2 separate regions of the Triticum aestivum genome follow, and region 2 is linked to region 1. The links are chromatin contacts, called in public Hi-C maps. All regions are on one chromosome and are shown on one strand. Each heading gives the region's core, a stretch centred on a gene start, on an enhancer-like site or on the middle of the called end of the contact. The rest is flanking DNA. Distances are from core to core; before and after follow the strand shown.

Region 1 (2,767 bases), core at 141-2,640:
TGTCGCAAAACTTTCCCCTCTATCCGATCAGAGCGATCATCATCATCATCATCATCATCATCATCATCATCGTCGTCATCATCACATCATCATCATCATCATCATCATCATCATCATCATCATCTGCCTCCTTCTGCTTCAAAGGTCCTTCGGTAGTGTCATCAAGAACTTCATTTCCCCAGTCATGCATCATTAGACATCCTCTTATGCGGCATCATGCAAAGAACCCATGAAGCTCCTGAAGGTCCTGCCGCTCATAGCTTTGCTTTGAGCCATTTGTGTGACTCTCTTTTTTGGCCACTAACCACTTGCCCCATTGCAATTTTTTTGATGGGTGAATACCATCCCCACATTCTTGCTTATCATGGCCAAGCAAGCCACAAACCTCACAGAAGTACCAGATCTTTTCATATTCGACATCCAAAAAATGTCCCTCCACAGCTAGATTAGTGGAGTCCAACGGATCAACTTTTTTGCTACTTCGATACTCTCTTTGACCCTGACATAATTCCTTCCAAGTACCGTGCCGAGTTCATCTCCACACTCCTCATAGTCCCGACCCACCTTGTGAGTTGATCAACTATCGCTTCATTCACGTAAAGATCATGAATCTTATGGATACGCGCCCACAAGACAACATGCTGAAGCTTAACCGATTCCGACGACGTCCTGCCATCATACTCCTCTATCAAAAACATTAGTCCTCAGAAGATCCACAGACCTAGAACATTAGCCTCTTCCGGTCACCCAAGCAGCGCACTTGAATCACAAAGAGGTTGTCATCCACCTCTCGAATCTTTGGATCATGAGCTAGACTTCCTATAATTTTCAACGCCTCCTTGAGTGATGCACTACTAAAAGTTTTCTTCATGTTCACTTTTGCCACCACCATCCAGCGCGCCGCCTTTTCCAATTTCCATTCTCTTCCTCTCTGACGTACACATCATCCAATTCGCCCTCTTGCAGATATGTCAAGCGTCGCCTGCTTTAGATCCACCCTTGACTCAACCCTCTTTCCCTATGTCGTCCCATTGGAAGAACCTGAGGCCGCCATGCATTATTATCTGGGCCACCTGGCCGATCCCAACAAAAAAACAACAAATGAGTTACGTGACTTCATTCCTATTCTGGAGCAGAACTCCAAGGTATCAACCCGAGAGTCCGCGCAAGCGCATGGAGCAGGGGTACACCGCAGCTGCCGGTAGTAAATACTCAACGCCGATCGCATCCCGGCAGAGTAGGTCAAAACCCTAATCGCCTAGGGTACTTGGAGCTTTTCTTCTGTGCCGCTCACAATTTTTTTTTTTTTGAGATCTTGGGTATGACATGAACAACCTTAGCCAGCCCGGCAGCGCCATAAGAATCAGCCCGGCCCACATGAACTATTTTAAAGACACGCAGCCCAGTCGACAAACCCACAAAGGCTCCTGAGATTTCTAATCCTCTTCTTCTTCCTCCTCTTCCAGCCTACCCCTCTTCTTCCCCGATCCCTCCCCCAAATTCGTCGCCTCCCAGTTCCCGGTCTTTTGTTCCTCACAAGTTCGTGGCGCCAACAGGACGCAACAAGCCAGCCCCACTGGTACCGCACTGCCGTGGATCGACCCTTCTTCTGCCGGTAAGGAACCCTAGCTTCTCTCTTCGCTGCGGCAGCGGGCCTCCTCTCTCTCTCCGTTGCCGGGTTTTCTTGGATGCCCGGTGCCCGTAGTAATCTAACCCATCCATCCGTCCATTCATGGCTGCTCCGATTAGGTCCTCCTAATTCACTCCGGCGCGAGATCGATCCCCTCAGGGCGCGGCGCGCAGGTGCGGGAGCGGCTTATTTCCAAGAATTTTATCTTGGGGTGCTAGCAAGAGACGGATAAGATGAAGCGCAAGCGCGGCAGCACGCCGGGCAAGAAGAGTTCTTCGAATACCACCGGGGGAGACTCTTCGTCGGCATCTCCGTCCAGCCCAAGCACCGAAGAGAACATCCCAGCGGAGAATGCGCCAGTCTCGAGGTCCACTCCGGCAGTGCCTGAACCATCTCCTCCTCCTGAACCGGAGAAGCCGACCGTCCCTGCCCCAGCTCCGGCTCATCCCGCCGCTGATATACCGTACGCCAAGCCCAAGGTGGGGGCGGTATACGGTCGTGTGAAGCTGAAGTTCAAAACCTCCAAGGCGTCGGAGCTCAACAATAGTTCGTCGGTAGCACAGGCACCCGCCGATGCTGGTAAATCTCAGACTGCTGCCCCTGAAGTTACTGCCGAAAAAGGTATCGCTGCATCGTCAACTGGCCAGACAACTGATAGGCAGGAGACGGAGTTGAGTGGTTCTGATAAGGACAAGGTGGCAAAGAAAGCAGGAATCATAAAGATCGTGTCCGCGGGGTTATCTTCTTCAGTACAAGATAACACCCAGGACAGGGAAGTTGATGAAGTACATGAACCTCTTCCAAGTAAGCAGGAAACTGTTTTAGGAACCGAGGAAAGTGAGAGTGCATCGGAGCCAAAGAACTCACAAGGGTCGGAGATAAAGCAGTCTACCCTGGAATCTCAGCGCGATGAGAAAGAGTTAGCTGCTGCACTTGAAGTGAGTACAATTTGGCTCAACTTTACATGGCTTCTTTTGATTCTCCAAATATCACATGGTAAAGACCTGAAATACATGAAACCTTTACTGAAATTCTCTTTTGCTTTCAGGCTATTAAGAAGGTTATGAAGGTCGACGCAGCTGAGCCATTTAACACCCCAGTTGATCCTATTGCTTTGGGAATACCTGTGAGTATTTT
Region 2 (2,767 bases), core at 97-2,596, 130 kb before region 1:
TTTGATACGGAAGACAGATTGACTTGTGGGTGTCCGCAGATCGATAACTCGATAGTTCAACCGTGACTCCTGGTGAACACGCGCCAGCTTCTCTCCTGTCTGCAAGAGTAATAAATCTCTTAAACCAACCACGACAGGATAATAAGAATCATAGACGGGAAACATGAACTGCTGGGAAACAACAGTTGAGTGATTCCTGCAAGGAGAAGGGAAACAAAGGAAAGGACATACCCGCTCAGCCAGGTCAAATTCTGCTTCACTACGGGCTGCATCCTCGAGGTTGATTGGAAGTGTAGGGATTGCCCTGCTAATGCAGTAGACCTTCCTGACCTGAATCTCCACCTGCCAGTCAAACGAGCACAAAAACAATTCATTAGCCCAAACAAACCAATCCATGTTGAATTCGGCTGACAAGAAACAGCCTTTGGGCCCAGATGGCTGACCTGCTGCGTTGTAGCCTTGAGGGGGTCCTTGGGTAGGGAGACGACGCCCTCGACGTCAACGATGCTCTCCTTGCTGAGGGAGGTGGCAAAGCGCACCATCTGCGTGCTGACGCCGGTGTCGGCGCTAGCGACGAGCACACACTGCACGGTGGTCATGCTCTGGCGAAGCACGACGAAAGCGATCTTCTTGCAGACCGGGCGGAACTTCTCCGCATATCCGCGGATCAGGACGGAGCGGCCCACGGCGGCCTCATCGAGGTCGCCGATGTCCGTCCAGGACCGGCCGGAGATGACCTTGGACTGGATCTCCTCGAGTGGAACGTCACCGTAGTTGACCGCAAAGGGGTCGTCTTCTTCTTCCGCCTGAGACTTTTCGGCCTTCCCTGCGTTTTCTGCCTTCGCTGCCTTTGCGGCCTTCCGGGCCTCCTTGTTAAGCTGCTTCTTGCTGATCGTAGCGGCGGAGAGATCTGCCTCGAGAGCCTCTGTGGAGGCGGGTAGAGGCTCAGAAGACATCGCAGCGGTGGCGGTGGCGGCGGCGGCGGCGGCGATGAGGGGAAGGAGGTATTAGGGTTAGCTCAGGATGCAGCCGGTAGCCCGTCTCCGCCGCTTAATAAAGGCCAGCGCTGGGCGTCGCCTCCTGCGCCGTTAGATTAAATCGCTCTGAGCTATCTGATTGACTCCTGTCGTGACTCGTCTCCGTCAGCGTCTCCCCCTAGAAACGGAATCTGTACTCCGAGCACTTGGCACCTCCCAACACCCGTGTATCACTGGTTCTAATCTATCTATCGACAAAAAATCACTCAAATAAAAAAAACATATCAACGCTCCTCCTCTCCCAAACGAGGTCCTGATCCGCTCCTTCTCGTCTCCGGAGGATACGCAACCGCAGCCGCCGACGCCGATCCTCTTGTCCCGGACGAGATCCCAGACCGGTAATCCTCGGATCGAGACGCAGTCGCAGACACCGTCACCGACCCGGGAAGACGACGCCGGCGACCGCCGCCGCTGTCGCGGATCACCAGGACGCAGCAGCCGCCAGCGCCTCGGATACGTAGCGGATCACCGGGACGACGACGCTGCCGGCGTGTCGGCTAACCACACGCCGTAGACGTTGAGGAGGGCGAGAGCTCCTGCGCTCCCGGGGATGCAGCTGCTTACCACGCCCGACCCATGGCACGGTGGTGCTGGTGACGAAGGACATGCTGGCCCGGGTGATTTGCATACGTCCCTCATCGACGGTCATCTACAGTGCATGTTTGGTTTTCGGTTTCTCTGACAAGGAATGACATATTTGCTCGTACCTTGTCCTCATCCTCGGCGGCGGCGGCGCTGGAGCGAAACGGTACCCGCCCGCCGTGGCCACAGCGTTCCACTAGGTATACCACGTCCGGTGGCTACACGACTACTACACGGACCTGTTCCGCGAGCACATGACGTTCCGGCTGCTCTCACTGGGACGAGGGGTTGATTTACACGTCCGACCCGGCGGGGCTCGAACACATCCTCAAGATTATCTTCGCCAACTATGGCAAGGTGCGCGATACATCATCCTCAAGAGTACAAGTAGTAAGATGTCAGTTAAATTAGGAGCTCTTAATTCAGCTATATATGTGTTAACTAATCTAGACCAAGGTAGTAGCAACTTCATCATGCCTCTGAGTTAGATTAGTCAGACTGACCTCTTTCCACCGTGGTACAATTTTTCGTTTCCTCTTGGTGATACGTTGGACGCCGGAGAAATGAATATGAAGTGTAGTAGCTACCATTAGATTGTTCTACTAGATGAGGGAGAAATAAACTTCGACCTTGGAGAAATTTGTGTAACCATTGGCTCCAGTACGTGTTTCAGTTTCAGTTTCCTACTCGCACTAGGTGTTCTGTTTGCCAAACTCAACTGATTTTGTGATTGGTTCATTTCCTTCTAGGAAAAATCACCTGATTGAAACTCGCCATCTGCTATAGCCAATATTTGGAGCCTGCAGTTTTTTTTGAAGGGAAATAGAAATCATCTCTAAGGGTGAAGCTATTTGTCAGAAAAAACATTGTCTTATGAACTTTGGACTCTAGAGCTTTATGATTTATCAAGTATCGTTATACATACTTCTGGAGTTGCGACAACATCCCAACTATAACAGTACAACTATATTTGTTATAAGCACTCTTATGCATGATATTTTTTAACATTCAACACTGATAAATTTACTTTAGAGACAACATCAACTAATCTAACATGAATGGATATTTTCTGATAAGTTCGCTTTTTGGTATTTTGTTTAATGATAAAAATGTATCGCCTTGTTGCAGACTAATAGATTGAAACATAA

Evidence for each region. A called contact is a pair of places that touch in the nucleus more often than the background predicts.
Region 2: a Hi-C map of leaf shows a contact between it and region 1, with 5 times the contacts expected there. The contact joins the promoter of LOC123162861 here to the promoter of LOC123157504 in region 1. A contact is called at or near these places in 4 of 5 Hi-C or Micro-C datasets (leaf and an unstated tissue).

What each region holds. Positions count from the first base shown.
Region 1 is chr7B:422,801,936-422,804,702 of IWGSC CS RefSeq v2.1, reverse strand. LOC123157504 (bromodomain-containing protein 3) reads left to right here and starts at 1,390. Exons shown (of 8, transcript XM_044575798.1): 1 at 1,390-1,615; 2 at 1,750-2,568; 3 at 2,679-2,756. The coding sequence starts at 1,864.
Region 2 is chr7B:422,932,030-422,934,796 of IWGSC CS RefSeq v2.1, reverse strand. It overlaps LOC123162861, which reads left to right and starts at 1,346. Exons shown (of 2, transcript XM_044580618.1): 1 at 1,346-1,976. The coding sequence starts at 1,969. It also overlaps the pseudogene LOC123162860.